2 separate regions of the Astyanax mexicanus genome follow, and region 2 is linked to region 1. Evidence: chromatin contacts called from public Hi-C data. All regions are on one chromosome and are shown on one strand. Each heading gives the region's core, a stretch centred on a gene start, on an enhancer-like site or on the middle of the called end of the contact. The rest is flanking DNA. Distances are from core to core; before and after follow the strand shown. Region 1 overlaps insrb (insulin receptor b). Region 2 holds the start of s1pr4 (sphingosine-1-phosphate receptor 4).

What was found. A called contact is a pair of places that touch in the nucleus more often than the background predicts.
Region 2: a Hi-C map of blood shows a contact between it and region 1, with 3 times the contacts expected there. The contact joins the promoter of s1pr4 here to the enhancer-like site in region 1. A contact is called at or near these places in 2 of 3 Hi-C or Micro-C datasets (blood and muscle).

Annotation. Positions count from the first base shown.
Region 1 is chr16:26,979,687-26,983,130 of AstMex3_surface, reverse strand. It overlaps insrb (insulin receptor b), which reads left to right. Exons shown (of 21, transcript XM_007236547.4): 11 at 1,291-1,568; 12 at 2,117-2,265; 13 at 2,842-2,998. The region is part of intron 3 of LOC107197052 (dynein axonemal intermediate chain 3-like); the gene reads right to left. Among protein-coding and RNA genes, the nearest start is that of arhgef18b, 32 kb to the right of the region's middle. Within about 2 kb of position 1,385, the one cell type or tissue checked has an H3K27ac peak away from gene starts, as active enhancers do.
Region 2 is chr16:27,154,188-27,157,362 of AstMex3_surface, reverse strand. s1pr4 (sphingosine-1-phosphate receptor 4) reads right to left here and starts at 1,285. Exons shown (of 2, transcript XM_007246206.4): 1 at 1,191-1,285.

The sequences.
Region 1 (3,444 bases), core at 136-2,635:
GTGCAGCTGCATTCTGCTATCTGCTGCAGTCCCCCATTGTGTTTTACAGTAGCCTGGATGAGAGGCATGGGCTTCAGATCACGGAAAACCAATCGGAGAGAGCAGGACGGTGTCTATACACCACCCGGGGAGTGGGCCTCTTAATGACTGTGTGTTCCTGGTCCTGACGTCAGCAACTGCCCTTGCTGTTCTTTGCTCATTTAGACACCGCTGGGAGCTGTCTGTGTCAGACTCCTGATAGACCAATTGAAACGCTCTGAAAAGACAAATGTTCATCTTTCAGGGCTTTTAAAAGCCTGTTTATTCTGTAGGTGGTTTCCATATGGAGGATATGCAGTGCAGAGGAGTGGAGGGTGGTGGATTAGCAGCAGCATACTCTATGTAACTGTCTACTTATAAAGTGGAGCTTCATTATAAGGTCGATAGAATTCAAAATTTGCCATTGACAGGAAGCATAAGATAGGTGTTCTAGAAGATGGCCAGTTTGTAAAGCATAATGTAGGGGTTTCAAAGACATGTCAGTCCAAAAAACACAAGGTACAGTGTGTTAGTAAAGTGGCTAGTTAGTGAAGCACAAGGTATGAATGGCCTGTGAGTGAAAACACAATTGAGGAGAGTTCAAACAAAATATCCACGCAGACATATATATTGTAGTACATATATGGTGGACATATATGGTAGTAAAGCAAAAGGCAGAGATTTCTAATAAAGTGGCCAGTTAGAGAAGCTCATGGGGTTTCTAATAATTTGCCCAGTACATGAAAGCATTGTCATTAAACTGTAGGAAGGGGTTTACAACTATGTGTTAATAATGTGGGATAGTGCTTTCTAATCTAGTTAAACAATTACATCCTTTGTGCAAACCACTGTACCTATTGATAAATGAGTGCTGAATGATCTTGTTGCAGATCAGGACTCATTAGTGCTTGACTTGAACCTCCCAGTAGACTCAATGATTCTTTTTTTAAATTCAGTAGGAGTAGTGCCATCTATTGGGAACATTTGGAACAATCACAGGGGTTGAGGGATTTTTCTGAAGTAGGTGTTGGTGCCATCTACTGGATTTAACTGTTAATAGCTGATAATAGACTAGCTGGAGGTGGGGCTGTGGTGGTTTAAAATGTCAGCAAACAGTTTTTATATAAATACCAGGCCTTATGACAGTGTCTGGCAGACAAAAAGGCTATGTTCATAAATAGTATTTGGTCTCAATTGTTTTAATACTTTTGAAATACTGTTTTATATGAGCCTGCATTGCTAATGGTCTGTCTGTATATCTGTCTGTTTTAGACCATCCCGTCGCCGCCGGTCATTGGGAATAGCTAACTCCACCCACTCCACCCTCCTGATCACACCCCCCACCTTCCCAAATGTCTCCGCCCCCACTATAGGCCCAGAGGAACAGAAGAAAAAGCAGGTCCTCATAGTTAGCTCCAAAGAGTCCATCGTCATCTCCCACCTTCATCACTTCACTAGCTACCAGATCGAGATCCAGGCCTGTAATCACCTTACCGACATTGCCTTCTGCAGCATGGCCACCTACGTCAGCGCACGCACCATGCCTGAAGGTTAGTATTCACTGACCAGCCACACAAACCACTGTATCCTACAGCCTTTATTTTATCTGAAAAAAATTGTAGTCTAACAATAACACTGTTTGCCCAGTTCAACCCCACCTATAGCACATACTCCTGAACACAATCCATCTGAACCCAACTTTTCCCTAACAAAATTTGTCTGAAACTGACTAATCTATTGATATTCCATCAAAACCGAACTGTACCTCAAAAAATCTATTGGAACCAGATTGTAACAAACAATTTCATCCACAACAGGACTGTATCCCAATTCATTTGCTTCTGGACCAGCTTGTAACACAACAACTGACTATAGGACTGTTTCTCATCCTGACTGTATCCCAAAATCATTCTCTACATTTAAATACCATCAAAACCCAACTGTAACAAAATTTCATCTAAGCCTGGCTAACGGCTAAATCCAGCGTATATATATATATATATATATATATATATATATATATATATATATATATATATATATATATATATATATATATATATATAATTTTTTTTTTTTTTTTTTTTTTTGTCTGCAGTCAAAGCTGACGATATCTTCGGAGCAGTCACTCATGAGATCCTTCCAGAAGAGCCGGAGTTTGTTTACATCCACTGGCAGGAACCGAAAGCTCCAAATGGCATGATTGTTCTGTATGAGATTAACTACCGTCGAGTTTCTGATACTGAGGTTAGTGTCAGTCAATATGCGTCACCACAAACAACATAATTTATATTTCACACTGAATAGAATAAAACTGGATGATGTATTATAATAATTAATGTTTTGCAACATGAGGTTTTATATTGAGCAAGTGCTGTGTGCGACTTCCCGCTCATAGTGGCAGCGATTAAGACTGCTGGACCACTCGGCGCCCCTAGATTTTAGTTTTAAGTCTTGACGGTAGACATATCAGGAAAAAAAAAATGTTTTGTGAAAAAATTAATCATAGTTCAGTCCACACACTGGTATTGAAATTATTTTGTCTGTCTTATTTTACAGCTCTTTAATGCATTACTATAATTATTAACCTATCAGAGCATTTTTAGGCAGCTTCCTACAGCAGCTCCTGTACACTGATTAAGATTTCAGTCTGGTTAAATCTTCTTTTTAATGAGTTTTCCAGAGAGACAAATGTGTTTTTGAGAGCTCTGTATGAGTGTTTCTGTTGCTATGGCAACTGTCTAAACCCTCTCATCTCAAATAAATGAACTGTTTTTTTAAAAAACAAATGCCAATGTTTTGTCTTTCTTTCTTTTTTCTCAGGAATTGCATCACTGTGTGTCCAGGATTAGTTATGAGAAGACCAGGGGCTGCAAACTGAGAGTTGGTCATCCTGGGAACTACAGCGTCCGAATCAGAGCTACTTCCTTGGCTGGAAATGGCTCCTGGACTGAACCCACATACTTCTTCATGCCAGACAGTAAGCTTCAGCCTAACCACCCTCACTTCCTGTCAGATGTAAACATTCATTAAAGTGAACCATCCCACAGCATCAACTTTAGAATTTAGACTCAACTGTTGTCTGACAAAAATCCATCTGAAACCAACTGGATTGTCACTAGAGATGGGACCGATCCAAAACGGTATTCCAGTCTGCAGCTTGAGCTGGACAATAAACCGGCCGTGACCTAACACAAAACACAGTTTACCTTGAACCCCAAGTAGCTTCACTCTGTGGCTGACTGAGTAAACTTTAGCTGTTTGTCTACAAAACATGTCAATTGTCTGGAGAATGGCCACACAGAAGATTTTTAAATTCAGGGTCAGCTGCATTCCGGCGTTATAAAGGTAATAAGTAACTAACTCAAGTGAACTACAGCCATAATCCACATCAAATATCAAACCACAGATCCTACCCACTCTAAC
Region 2 (3,175 bases), core at 36-2,535, 170 kb before region 1:
ATTCAAAATAGATACTGAGTATTTCATATCTGAGGCCAAATAATGTGTATGTAGTGGATACATAATAGTAAATTGTTGTTATTGAATAATTTATAGTAGATACTGAATAATTTAAAGTGGATTCTTAACAATCTATAGTAGACATTAAATAATTCATTGTTTGTAAAATATTAGTAATATGAGTTATTTAACAACCAATAATAGTAACCGAATAATTCATAGTGGGTATATAATAATACATAATATATAATACATAATAATAATACTATGAATAATTCATAGTGGATGAGCAGTTATTGAATAATTTGTACTGGTTACCTAATCTATGCATAGTGGATATTTAGTAATCCATAGCAGTTATTAACTAGCTGATATTGGAGACTTCATTATCCATAGCATTTACTGAATAATTAAAAGTGGATACATAATAATCCATAGCGGTTATTGAATCATTAGTATTGGATACACAAAACCCCATGGTAGTTACTGGCAGTAATGTATATCTACTTGTAAAGGTACTTAAATAAACACTAACTAAAATAATGAAATAATTATTTCTAAATAAAGATTAAATTCAAATGTGGCAAAAACAATTGTAAAACAAATAAAGGCACAAACCTTAACACTTGGTCAGCTGTGTTTGTGGCCTGGCTAGATTGGTGGCATGTTATATGTGGAGTAGCACATTTAAATATCTCTGGTTTCACTACTACACTTGTGGTTAAGGTGGGGCTTCCTCTACTACTACTATCAGCACGTTTAAAAGGCTTACATGTGTTTTGCAGAACATGCCATGTTTAAATGCCCAAACTTCAACTCAGCAAAAAAAACTCATTATAAAAATTAAATTTTATTTGTATTTCAATTATTCATTTCAAAAGTGAATATTGTTTTTGTCCAGCTATCATGATATTTAGATTATTATAATTATTATAATAGTTCAGTCACACATTGCATACAAAAAACAACAACTGTGCAAAAATATTATGAGAAAATGAGAACAACAATAAACAAAAAAAAATAACTTAAATTACATTTTTGTGAACTTTACAAAAATATTGTAAATCATTTCAATCATCTTCCACATTTTAAAATGATTATATACAAGACAAAAAATAACAATACAAATAGCATTAGTAAAGTGAGTCAGTAGGGATTTAGGAGCATGCGTGTGCTGCAGGCTGACGTACCTCTTGCTGCTGATGCTGGAGTGTGTGTAGCCATCCATCCTGTGTGTGTGTGTGTGACCCTGACACTGACAAGGAAGTAAGCTTACGGTATCTTGCAGCAAATATTGACACACCCAATGGAGAAAGGTCTGCTGAGCTAAAAATGTGAGCGCTAAGTAGCTTTAACACACTTTCTACACTTTTTTGTCGAGTTGTGACAGTGTTCCAGGAATGCATGTGTGTGTCATGTCCTGCATGGCCACAGGATGTCACAGCATAAATATACTTGTAATAGCTTTAATCAGTATATACAAACAAATGTGTAACTATTGAAGAACAGGATGAAAAAAGGATAATCAATAGACCTACAAATTAATCCTATAAAAAAAATTGATAATTGGTATTGAAACAAGGAGATGGTCATAATGTTATGCTTGACTATATATATGTCTATATATGTCTATGTAATAGTGGAATTTATATATTCATTTATATGATATGAATATACAAACAATAACTGTCGATGAGACTTCTGCACCTCTCAAACAGCACAGTGACTACGGTACCTATAGCCTTCTATATAGACCCACTGACTGATTACAAGATTGCTTGTAATTACAAGATGCTAATTAGTGGACACACCTTGATTTGACATGCCCAGTTGGTCACATTATTTTAAGGGGTATCATATTTTTTGTCCAGGCCTGTTTAATGAGTTTACTTTTTTAAAATAATTCTGTTGAACCACGGTTTAAAGTCAATGTCAGATTTCATTTATTTTCATGGAATTTTTTATTTATTATTCCTTTGTCAGATCAAGTTATTTCTGTGACCGTTGTGAGTTTTATTTATTTATTTTTTATAGAACACTGAACTAGCACATTGCATTATAATTTGTACCATTTAAATGATATTATGTAACCAACTGGAATACACTTCAAACACACTACTGTTCCCACGTGCTGTTGCAATATGACGCAGAGATATTGCAGGGATGTTTTCAATGCCTCTAACATTATGCCACCTCTAGTCTTACAACAGCTTAATCTTGGCAAAAAAAATTGGTTACCCAACGTTTCGCAGAAGATGCAAACAGGAACTGGCAGGGCTCTGGGCCTCCTCCCTTATTTTCTCACTTCACCTCATCCAGCTGTGTGAGAGAAATGAAATCTTTCACAGCAACTCTAATGATCTTCTCAGATCTGTCACCCATACATTTTAGTCAAATTTGGTCATTTCAACTGTGAATTGCATCCATCTATGTAAGGACTAATTTAAAATGATGTATCAAGGGCTTACATAAGGTTTTTTAAGTGAACTTGGTGTTCTCAAATTTAAATTGTGTACATTTCTGTATCCAAAAATGAAGGTAAATTTACTAGATTTTTATTTAAAATTGTATTCTTATGTAGTGTCATTTTAAAGTTCTCAAGTGGCCCTACAGTCTAATGGCTGCTCATCAAGTGTGAGGAGATCATGAGTTCATATCTCAACACAGCAAAGTCTTCCAGTCTGAAGACACCATGTGATAACCGACATGCCAACATACAAATTAACTGTATATACCGTAAACAGATAGAGAAGGGGGGCACATTATAAACATCTTGCATAATATTTAATCAATCAGATTTGGCTGCGGTTAAGCTGTTTTTGCGGCTCAACTCATTATGTGTTGTTCATCAAATTGAGATGCAGAACCAAAAAAAATGATAGGAGAAGAACCTTTGACTAAACAAAGCCGAGTTTACTCGAAAACACTTATCATCATCATTTTAAACTGGTCTGACTTTACATTTTTACAGTGCATGATTAAAGTTGACTCTGGTGATGCTTGGCTAGTCTAAATCATTTCATTAATTTGCTTTAATGTAATTAGACCAACTAAACTGCTTTACTTCAGAAGCAGAAACTAAATTATTATAACCAAACTACAAATGCAGTTAGCTTCTTTGCAGCATATTCGGTTTGCTTTTGACCTACATTTCTTTTTTTTTCAGGTGTAATGA